Linked DNA regions of Mus musculus: region 2 is linked to region 1. The links are chromatin contacts, called in public HiChIP or PLAC-seq maps. All regions are on one chromosome and are shown on one strand. The core of a region is the stretch at or near the end of the contact, and the rest is flanking DNA. Distances in the headings are between cores, read along the strand shown. Region 1 overlaps Hdac9 (histone deacetylase 9). Region 2 holds the start of Twist1 (twist basic helix-loop-helix transcription factor 1).

Region 1 (4,193 bases), core at 1,264-3,763:
CTTTCTTGAATGGATGAACAATCTCTCTCCCATCCCTAATACGAGGCTTCTTGGAGTTATTCTAGATTCGTTCTTTACCTCTTGCCTCAATTCCTATCTTTTTTTTTTCTTCTTCTATTTCTGGTCCTTCCAATTTTCCCTCTCATTATGCTCTCACTGTTCCTGCACCTCGGGCATTTATAGTTAACAGTTAATTCTATGTGACAATTGCATAACCTATTTTAAGGTGTCTTCCATCTTTAACGCTATGGCTCCAGTTACATTTCCAAGGAGCATTTCTGATCATACAGCTCTCCTGCTGAACATTTGTCAGAGCTTCCCAACCACCATCCCTCTGTGGATTTAAAGGTCCTAAGTCATTGATCTCACGCCTGGTTTTCAGCTTCATAGCCTGATAAGCCAGTGTTATAGACTGCCTTCCAAATGCCCTCAGGTGCATTGGACTTCCCTTTATTCATCTCTTTTGAACAGCTTCACAGAATTTTTCAACCATGTCTCTTCTACAGGTGAAACCTGTTGCATTAGGTCCACATTGCTTTTTTTTTACCTCAGCCCTAGACTCTGCACTTCTGGAAGGAAGCAAGATAATATATCAGTTAGTTTGACCAATTAAGATGGCTTCTTATAACTACTGGTTAGTGAAGTGGCTGAAACTCTCTGGCCTCAGATCTTCACTTGTGAAATGATGATATCACCTACAAAAAATGTCCTCAGCAGATACAGATGGAATCTCATACACTTTAAGTGAATAGAACATAACATATTCTTAAATAATATTACTACTGTCCCTTCTGAGGACATACCCTTGACCACAGCTCAGTTACCACACCTATGAGCTCCCAGTCAAAATTACAAGGATCAAGATGAAGAGAGGTATGGTTTGTTTATTGGATGATTTAAAACAAACAAACAAACGCTTTCCTGTTTCTCTTTTCACTTGAGCTAATACGTTGGATTGAATTGAAAAGAAACTAAGAGACTGTCCAGGCATAGGAAGAACTGACAATCATCCTCACTCTAAAGAGAATTAAAAATGTGGTAGCCGGGATGGGTGTGCAGAAGAGTGTTGGAAGGGCTTGGATCGTCAGAGTCTGCAGGCACAGTGCTATATTCCTAGACTTCTCCATGGCTTTGTCCTTGGGCTGCTCTACCTTTCAAACACTTATCTACAGATGCATTTACTAATAAGGTATCTTCTGACTCTAAAGTGCCTCAGAATGTGTGGCTGTTACTTCTGAATGGCCCCAAGTGGGTTTTTTTGTACTTGGCACTACCAACACAGCCATTCACAGGGAGGCAGTCTCTCTATAAATGAACAGATTCCCACACGTAGGCTGTAATATATGCATAACACATTTTCTCGCGGTGTTAATTTTGGTCTAACATCCTCCTGATGGTCTTGATTACCTTGGAGACTTACATCCTGCCTTCTGTGTATATGTGGTTGTTAGTCACTTCTACCAAGTTGTCTCACCACCACTTCTCAAGAACTATAACACAAGATACAATGTTTCAATAACTGATTTTTTTTTTCAACAAATGTTCACTGGAGCGCCTGTTTCACCACACTGTGCTGAGGGTTAGTCCAATTTAACTCTCATGTAAAAACAGACAAACTCTATAAAGATCCAACTAGCTTTATATTAAACATAACCAGGACCATTTCAAAATGTTAGTTTCATTGAATAATTTCTTAGTTTACAAGTAAAATGTGATTATCTTAAAAAAGATCACCTCCAATTGCTTCATTCTCTCTGTCTTAATAATTGGGCATCCTAGGTCACATTTCTATGACTGCCATTCAAACAGTACATGAATCATTAAGTATCCCGAGAATGTAACAAATAAATGGAAAGCTAGCAGAGGGAGAAACGCCATTTGGGATCACACATGGACGCTGAAACATGATAGACACTAATAATTTTTAATTGGGATCATCAGAGGCTCTCTCAACTTTGCCTACTTTATTCATGGTGTGCTAATCAAACGGAGGCTGGGCACGGATTCTCGGTAAATGGTCGATGCTGTGACAAATATCCAGGCATCTGGTTATGTCAGATATCTCCCTTGGGGAATTAAAATGAAACAAGAAGTGTTTTTGTTCTTAAAAATCTGTACTCTGCTAGATACGATCCAAAAAGGACTTAAACATCTCATCTAACTTTTACAATGCTATGTTTCCAGAAGGAAATTATATTACATTTGTCCATTCAAAATGCAAAAAGCAAGACATCCAAGAAAGAGATTTGCAGCAGAGTGAGATTTAAAAGACACATTTTCCCCCTCCATTACTGGAGATAGCAAGCACTTTAAAAGCCTGTTCTTTCATAATTGGATTCCAGATCATTATTTTTTTGGCCAAAACGAAAGGTTTTCTGCATTCTTAAAATAATTAGGCAAGATTTCAAATCAAATTATCCAATTTCAAAGCTCTATTTTTCCTCTCTAAAACTCCCGTTAGAGGCCTGCAGTGACTAAGCTGTGTGTCACTCTCCTGGCTTTATTAGGAGAATGTTCTGAGTCCTTCACTTTCTATGTAATCAGAACTATAATTTCTTCAGGTTATTTTAAGAACTGGCTATGGCTAAAGCAGGAAACTCAATTTTATTCTGAGCTCTAGACATGTCGACACAGCAGCGCAAGGCTCCAGCTTCCTCGGCTATCTTCTTTCAGAAACCCTCTTGCCTCGGGTCAGAGAGAGGCTGTAGGCTAGTTGCAGCCCATTCTGCATATCCAGTTAACTCTCTCCAAGATATGAAGATAGTGGGGTTGCTCTTGTGGAGAGTGTGTGTGGGCATGTCATTACTCTCCAAATGAGGAGCTCATTTACCAGAGAGCACTGTCCTTGCTAACTTCCACTTGAAAGCGATATTCAACAGAAGGACATTTGAAAAAGCCCAGGTGCTAGAACCATTTGATTAAAAGAAAAATAAAAAAGCAGAACAGAAAGCTCTAAGTGCATATGTCTGCTTATTTCATCATCCGCCCTTAGAATTTTGTGACTTAATTAACCAGTTCTACTTAAACAAGCTGGTTGCCTCTAATTATGCTGATTTCCCCCGTGCTTCAATGTAATATTAACAGTGAGTTCTGAAAGCAACAGGCAATTTATTATTTTTTTTTCTGTACTTGGGAACTACAGTAAAGTTATCTGCCAAAGGTGAGTTTTAGAATTACGATAATAATAAAGCATCAGTACCTTTAGTAGTGTGATATCTATCCAAAAGGCCCAGATAGATATGTCTCCCTTAATGGTGAAGTTAATGGTTATGAACATTGCTTATTAATCTTAATGACCAGCATTGCAGAGTATGGCTTTTGGAACCTGTGTCTCTAGTACCAATACTTATATTACTTTTCTACCACTCCGCATAACACGTAAGATAAAGGTGGTGGTATACAAATTCTTGTGCACTCTTGCAAGTATGCCTGCATAGCAATTAGACAGAACCACTGGGCTACCTCCTGCATTTTGATAGTACCTCCAACTTTTATTCCTCCAAAGTGTCTCCATCATGATCTTTCCCTGATGGAAAAGTTGCCCTCCCATACAAGCTAAACTGGGCAGAGTTTGATGCTATTTTATGTCACTAATGTAATAAAAAGGACACCTCACTCATTCGTGTAATTCCCAGAGCCCGATTGTTTACTCCTGGCCTTAGTCTCCTCTTTGTCCTTTCGCAGCTTTGAGCACTTTTTTTTATTTTTAATCTAGGTCACCAGTACTTCTCACACCCATGCCTCACAGATATGCTAACTTCATGAGCATTTCTTGTCAGTCAGGTAGTAGAAAATAGAAGCAGGTTTTTCCATTTGATTTCTGGCTTACAAAGCCAAACAAACCATTATCCTTTTCCCAGTTTCTTTATATGGAATTACACTAGCCCAGGGCTTTGCTAAAGAGGGTTGTGATAATCAATTCATAAGTCTGTTAGAAGAAAGAGAAATACTTTCTTAAGGCATAATATCCAAACTTGTTTTTCATTGAGCACATTTTAAAAATTTGTAATGATGTGTTTTTTTTTATTTTAGTATTTTAGTGGTAGTTTTGATTTAGCCTTTGCAAGTCTCTCTCTCTCTCTCTCTCTCTGTCTCTGTTTCTCTCTGTGTGTCTCTGTCTCTCTGTCTCCCTCTCTCTATCACACACACAAACACACACACACACTGTAATTTGATCACATTTACCCCACCAC
Region 2 (4,184 bases), core at 1,235-3,734, 540 kb before region 1:
TCAGAGAATGACCTGGGCCATTCTTTTAAAATTATCTTCAGAGTATTTTGGTTTCAGGAGATTTGCCTTGGCCCAGTCCGGGGAAGGGGGATCTAACACTATGATAAGGACAGAAGCCTCCCTCAGTGCAGCATCAGGGCTGGCCTGCAGATTGGAAGTCTTAAGAAAGGTGCACTTGCTCTCTGCCTGGGTACTATTTCTCCTCACCTGCTACAACTCTTCCCTCTGAACCATTTCCCTTTCTGGAGTACACCTCCTGATCTCCTCCTCGTCTTCCTTAGCCTTGATTCCCAATGAAGAAAAGGTTCCTGTCATTCGTTGTCTTTGAAATATTTTTAACACTCAGCTAAAATAAAAAATAGATCTTTTGAGGTTGATATTAATAAAGGGTGAATCGAGATTTCCGCAGTCACCCAATTACGAGATACTCTGAAATTCATATTTAGAAAAGAGAGCACTGGGTAAGAGGATGCGGCAGAATTTCTGCCACGTTTTGTTTCCAAGAGATAAATTCTTGTCGGTGAAAAATGCAAATGCAAGGGTGCAGGAGTGGCTTTATTTTGAGAAGAATTGGCTACGAGCTATTAAAATTAAGTGGAGGTCAAGTAGAATCTGGTTTTCAGCCAGGCTGTCATTTTAAAATATGGTAGCGGCGGGCGAGGCCGGCCAGTTGGCACACTGTGGTCATTGTCTCTGGATATCAGTAAAAACGGTGCAGGGTAAGCCCGGGGAGGGGGGGGGGGGGTCTCTACTCGGATGAAAGTACAGTCGGGTTTACTGGCCTCAGAAGAGAGCTTTCTCTACAAAGGCTGAGTCCTCGGACTAGCCTCAGGCATTCCACACCCCAGAGTTTCCGGGACCCAGCTGAGAGCTTCAGCAGGACCCAGCCACGTGGCCTGCCCTGCGTCGCAGGGGCTCCGGCCTCCAGCTTCTCAGGAAGTCGGTGGCCGCGACCTTTGGTCCAACCCAGAAAGGGGCACTTGCTGAGCTGGCAGTTTCCCGGGGGATTGGCCAGGGGAGTGGGGATTGGGCGTTTAGCAAGGTCCTCAGCTTGGGAACAGGGCAGGAGTTCGAGACGCTCACCTCCACGCCCGCAAACTCTGCCCCTGAAACTCTGGCTACTTCCTCCGGACCCAGAATTGCCTTTCTGAGTAAGAGATCACCTTGTACCGGCTCCCTAAATCCCCATCCTACTTAAAAAACAGAAATAAATAAATAAAACATATTTAAAAAATGTAAAGAGCCCTGCAATCACTGGCTTCCATAGCCACTCTCCTTCTTGCTCATTAACCTCTCTGCTTCCACTTTTCCAGAATCCTTTTTGGGGTTTCAAGGTATTTGGTAAAAAAAAAAAAAAAAAAAAAAACAAAACAAAAAAAAAAAAACAAAAAAAACCGCTTGCAATCAACCAACATGGCTGAGTGCATTTGAGGCACCGGGAGCATAACTACTCACAAGATCTCCTAGGAAGACGAGAATATTGATCCCCCACCTTAAATGTATGGACTACCCAAGGTTAGCATGCAGGGCTTAATTTGGAGTTAGCGGACATGAAATGTTCTCAAGGTTCTCCTCCACCTAGGGCTGGCAGCGTGGAGCACCAAGGCTGCTCTATCTTTCCCTAGCTTTGCTCCCTTCAAAAGAACAAGGCTTTTCTCTGTAAAAGAATGAACTCCAGCCTAGGTCCAGCACCTTTGGAAGCACAGTCCTCTGAGAGCAGGGAAACTTTAGATTGGGTCACCGTAGCAGGAAAGGAGAGCCCAGACGTTTCTCCGGGAGGGGTGACACGGCAGGCCAGGGCGCAGATCCATAGCGCCCACGATGTGGCCACGTCTTGAGAACCGCCCTCGACCACAGGGCCAGGCAGCCGCGGGGAATCCCTTGGGACTAGAGGTTTCCGACTAGAGGTTTCCTCTACCTGACCGTTAGATGGACTCGGTTGTTGAAACTTTTCTTGCCTCGCAGCCCGGGCCCGAGCCACCCCCAAAGGGCCCGGAGAACTCCGAGGGATCCCAGGCGGGATGGGACATCACCCAGAGCGTCGAAGCCGCTTGCCACTACTGCTGTCACAGCCACTTGGGGAGGGGGAGACTGCAACAGCGACCCAGACAGTCCCCTGTTTGCGGTGCTGTGCTCGGGTGCGGGGGCGCTGGGCGCGCTCTGGCGCGGAAGGAAATCGCCCCGCGTCCTCCCCGAAGCGGAGGGGGAGAGCTGGGGGGGGGAGAGGGAGGGGAGAGGCGGGCGCAGGGGCTGGCCGCTCGGGCCAGGTCGGTTTTGAATGGTTCGCAGGACGAATTGTTAGACCCCGAGCAAGGGGGGAGGGGGCGAGGGAGGGGGGCTGGAAAGAGGAAACTTTCCTATAAAACTTCGAAAAGTCCCTCCTCCCCACGTCAGGCCAATGACACCGCTGCCCCCAAACTTTCCGCCCGCACGGAGGTATAAGAGCCGCCAAGTCCACAGCCCGCGCCCAACTCTCAGACACCTCGCGGGCTCGCCAGCACCGGCACCGGCTGCGCCAGGCCGGAACGGGGCGCGCTTGCGGCCGTCGGGCGCCTTCTTTTTGGACCTCGGGGCCCTCCACACCGTCCCCTCCCCCGCCCGCCTCCCTCCCCGCCTCCAGCGCCCTCCCCGCGGAGGTCCCCCCACCCCCATCCCGCCTCCCTGCGTCCTCCGGGCCGCACCGCCCGGGCCGGCGCCGAGCGCGGGGAAGCTGGCGGGCTAGGGCGCCCCGCTCCTCTGCTCTACCCTCCCCCGTCCCGGCTCCGCGAGGCCGCACGTCGCCGCCCGCGAGATGATGCAGGACGTGTCCAGCTCGCCAGTCTCTCCGGCCGACGACAGCCTGAGCAACAGCGAGGAGGAGCCGGACCGGCAGCAGCCGGCGAGCGGCAAGCGCGGGGCTCGCAAGAGACGCAGCAGTCGGCGCAGCGCGGGCGGCAGCGCGGGGCCCGGCGGGGCCACGGGCGGGGGCATCGGAGGCGGCGACGAGCCAGGCAGCCCGGCCCAGGGCAAGCGCGGCAAGAAATCTGCGGGCGGAGGCGGCGGCGGCGGCGCGGGCGGAGGTGGTGGCGGCGGCGGCGGCAGCAGCAGCGGGGGCGGGAGCCCGCAGTCGTACGAGGAGCTGCAGACCCAGCGGGTCATGGCTAACGTGCGGGAGCGCCAGCGCACGCAGTCGCTGAACGAGGCGTTCGCCGCCCTGCGCAAGATCATCCCCACGCTGCCCTCGGACAAGCTGAGCAAGATTCAGACCCTCAAACTGGCGGCCAGGTACATCGACTTCCTGTACCAGGTCCTGCAGAGCGACGAGCTGGACTCCAAGATGGCAAGCTGCAGCTATGTGGCCCACGAGCGGCTCAGCTACGCCTTCTCCGTCTGGAGGATGGAGGGGGCCTGGTCCATGTCCGCGTCCCACTAGCAGCGGAGCTCCCCACCCCCTCTGCAGGCCGGAGACCTAGGTAAGGACCGGCTCCAGGGATCGATCGGGCCAGGCCGCGGGTCCCCTGTTCACCTCGCCACCGTGCTGGGTATCCCCCCCCCATCCCCCTCCACTCTCCTCGCTGCCCTCCACCTAGCCAGGCACCGCCACCTCATTCCACCCGCATCCCTGGCAAGCAGTTCAGTCCCCACAGGGGAAACAGGTCCTAGGGTCGGGGAGAACCAGTGTGCCCAGGAGAGGTGTATGTGTGTGTGCGCGTGCGGGGGTGTGCATGACAGAAGATTGAGAAAGTCAAGCATAGGGGCCTTGTGCCCAAAACGCCATCCCCCAAACCCCTTTCTTTCTTCTTTAAAATTCCCTTCTTAAAACAACTGTTTCCAAATTCCACCCCCTCCTTTCCGCCCACCCACTTCCTCTTGCCCTTGGGCTGAAATCCTTCCAGGTTGTTCAGCGAAAATTCTCGCTGGTAGTGATAACAGGGCTTAGCGGTCATAGAAAACAGCCACAGAGACATCCTCAATAACCGACTTTCCCCTCTGGGTTTTTGCAGATGTCATTGTTTCCAGAGAAGGAGAAAATGGACAGTCTAGAGACTCTGGAGCTGGATAACTAAAAATAAATCTATATGACAAAGATTTTCATGGAAATTAGAAGAGCAGAGACCAAATTCACAAGAATCAGGGCGTGGGGCACACTTTTAAAAGAGAAAGCGAGACAGGCCCGTGGACAGAGATTCCCAGAGGGGCAGCAG

The links. HiChIP or PLAC-seq counts read pairs in DNA pulled down with a chosen protein or histone mark.
Region 2: an H3K27ac HiChIP or PLAC-seq map of the NIH/3T3 cell line shows a contact between it and region 1, with 3 times the contacts expected there. The contact joins the promoter of Twist1 here to the enhancer-like site in region 1. A contact is called at or near these places in 5 of 39 promoter capture datasets (the 3T3-L1 cell line, hippocampal neurons and liver) and 4 of 115 datasets of contacts at active chromatin or transcription factors (the NIH/3T3 cell line, fetal liver, forebrain and 1 more).

Annotation. Positions count from the first base shown.
Region 1 is chr12:34,496,553-34,500,745 of GRCm38.p6, forward strand. All of the region lies in intron 4 of Hdac9 (histone deacetylase 9), which reads right to left. Among named protein-coding and RNA genes, the nearest start is that of Gm51984, 280 kb to the left of the region's middle. Within about 2 kb of position 2,514, at least 67 of the 459 cell types and tissues checked have an H3K27ac peak or open chromatin away from gene starts, as enhancers often do. A contact at or near this core is called in the NIH/3T3 cell line, forebrain and hippocampal neurons, where this site is marked.
Region 2 is chr12:33,955,187-33,959,370 of GRCm38.p6, forward strand. It overlaps Twist1 (twist basic helix-loop-helix transcription factor 1), which reads left to right and starts at 2,485. Exons shown (of 2, transcript NM_011658.2): 1 at 2,485-3,452; 2 at 3,984-4,184. The coding sequence starts at 2,792. The coding sequence ends at 3,412.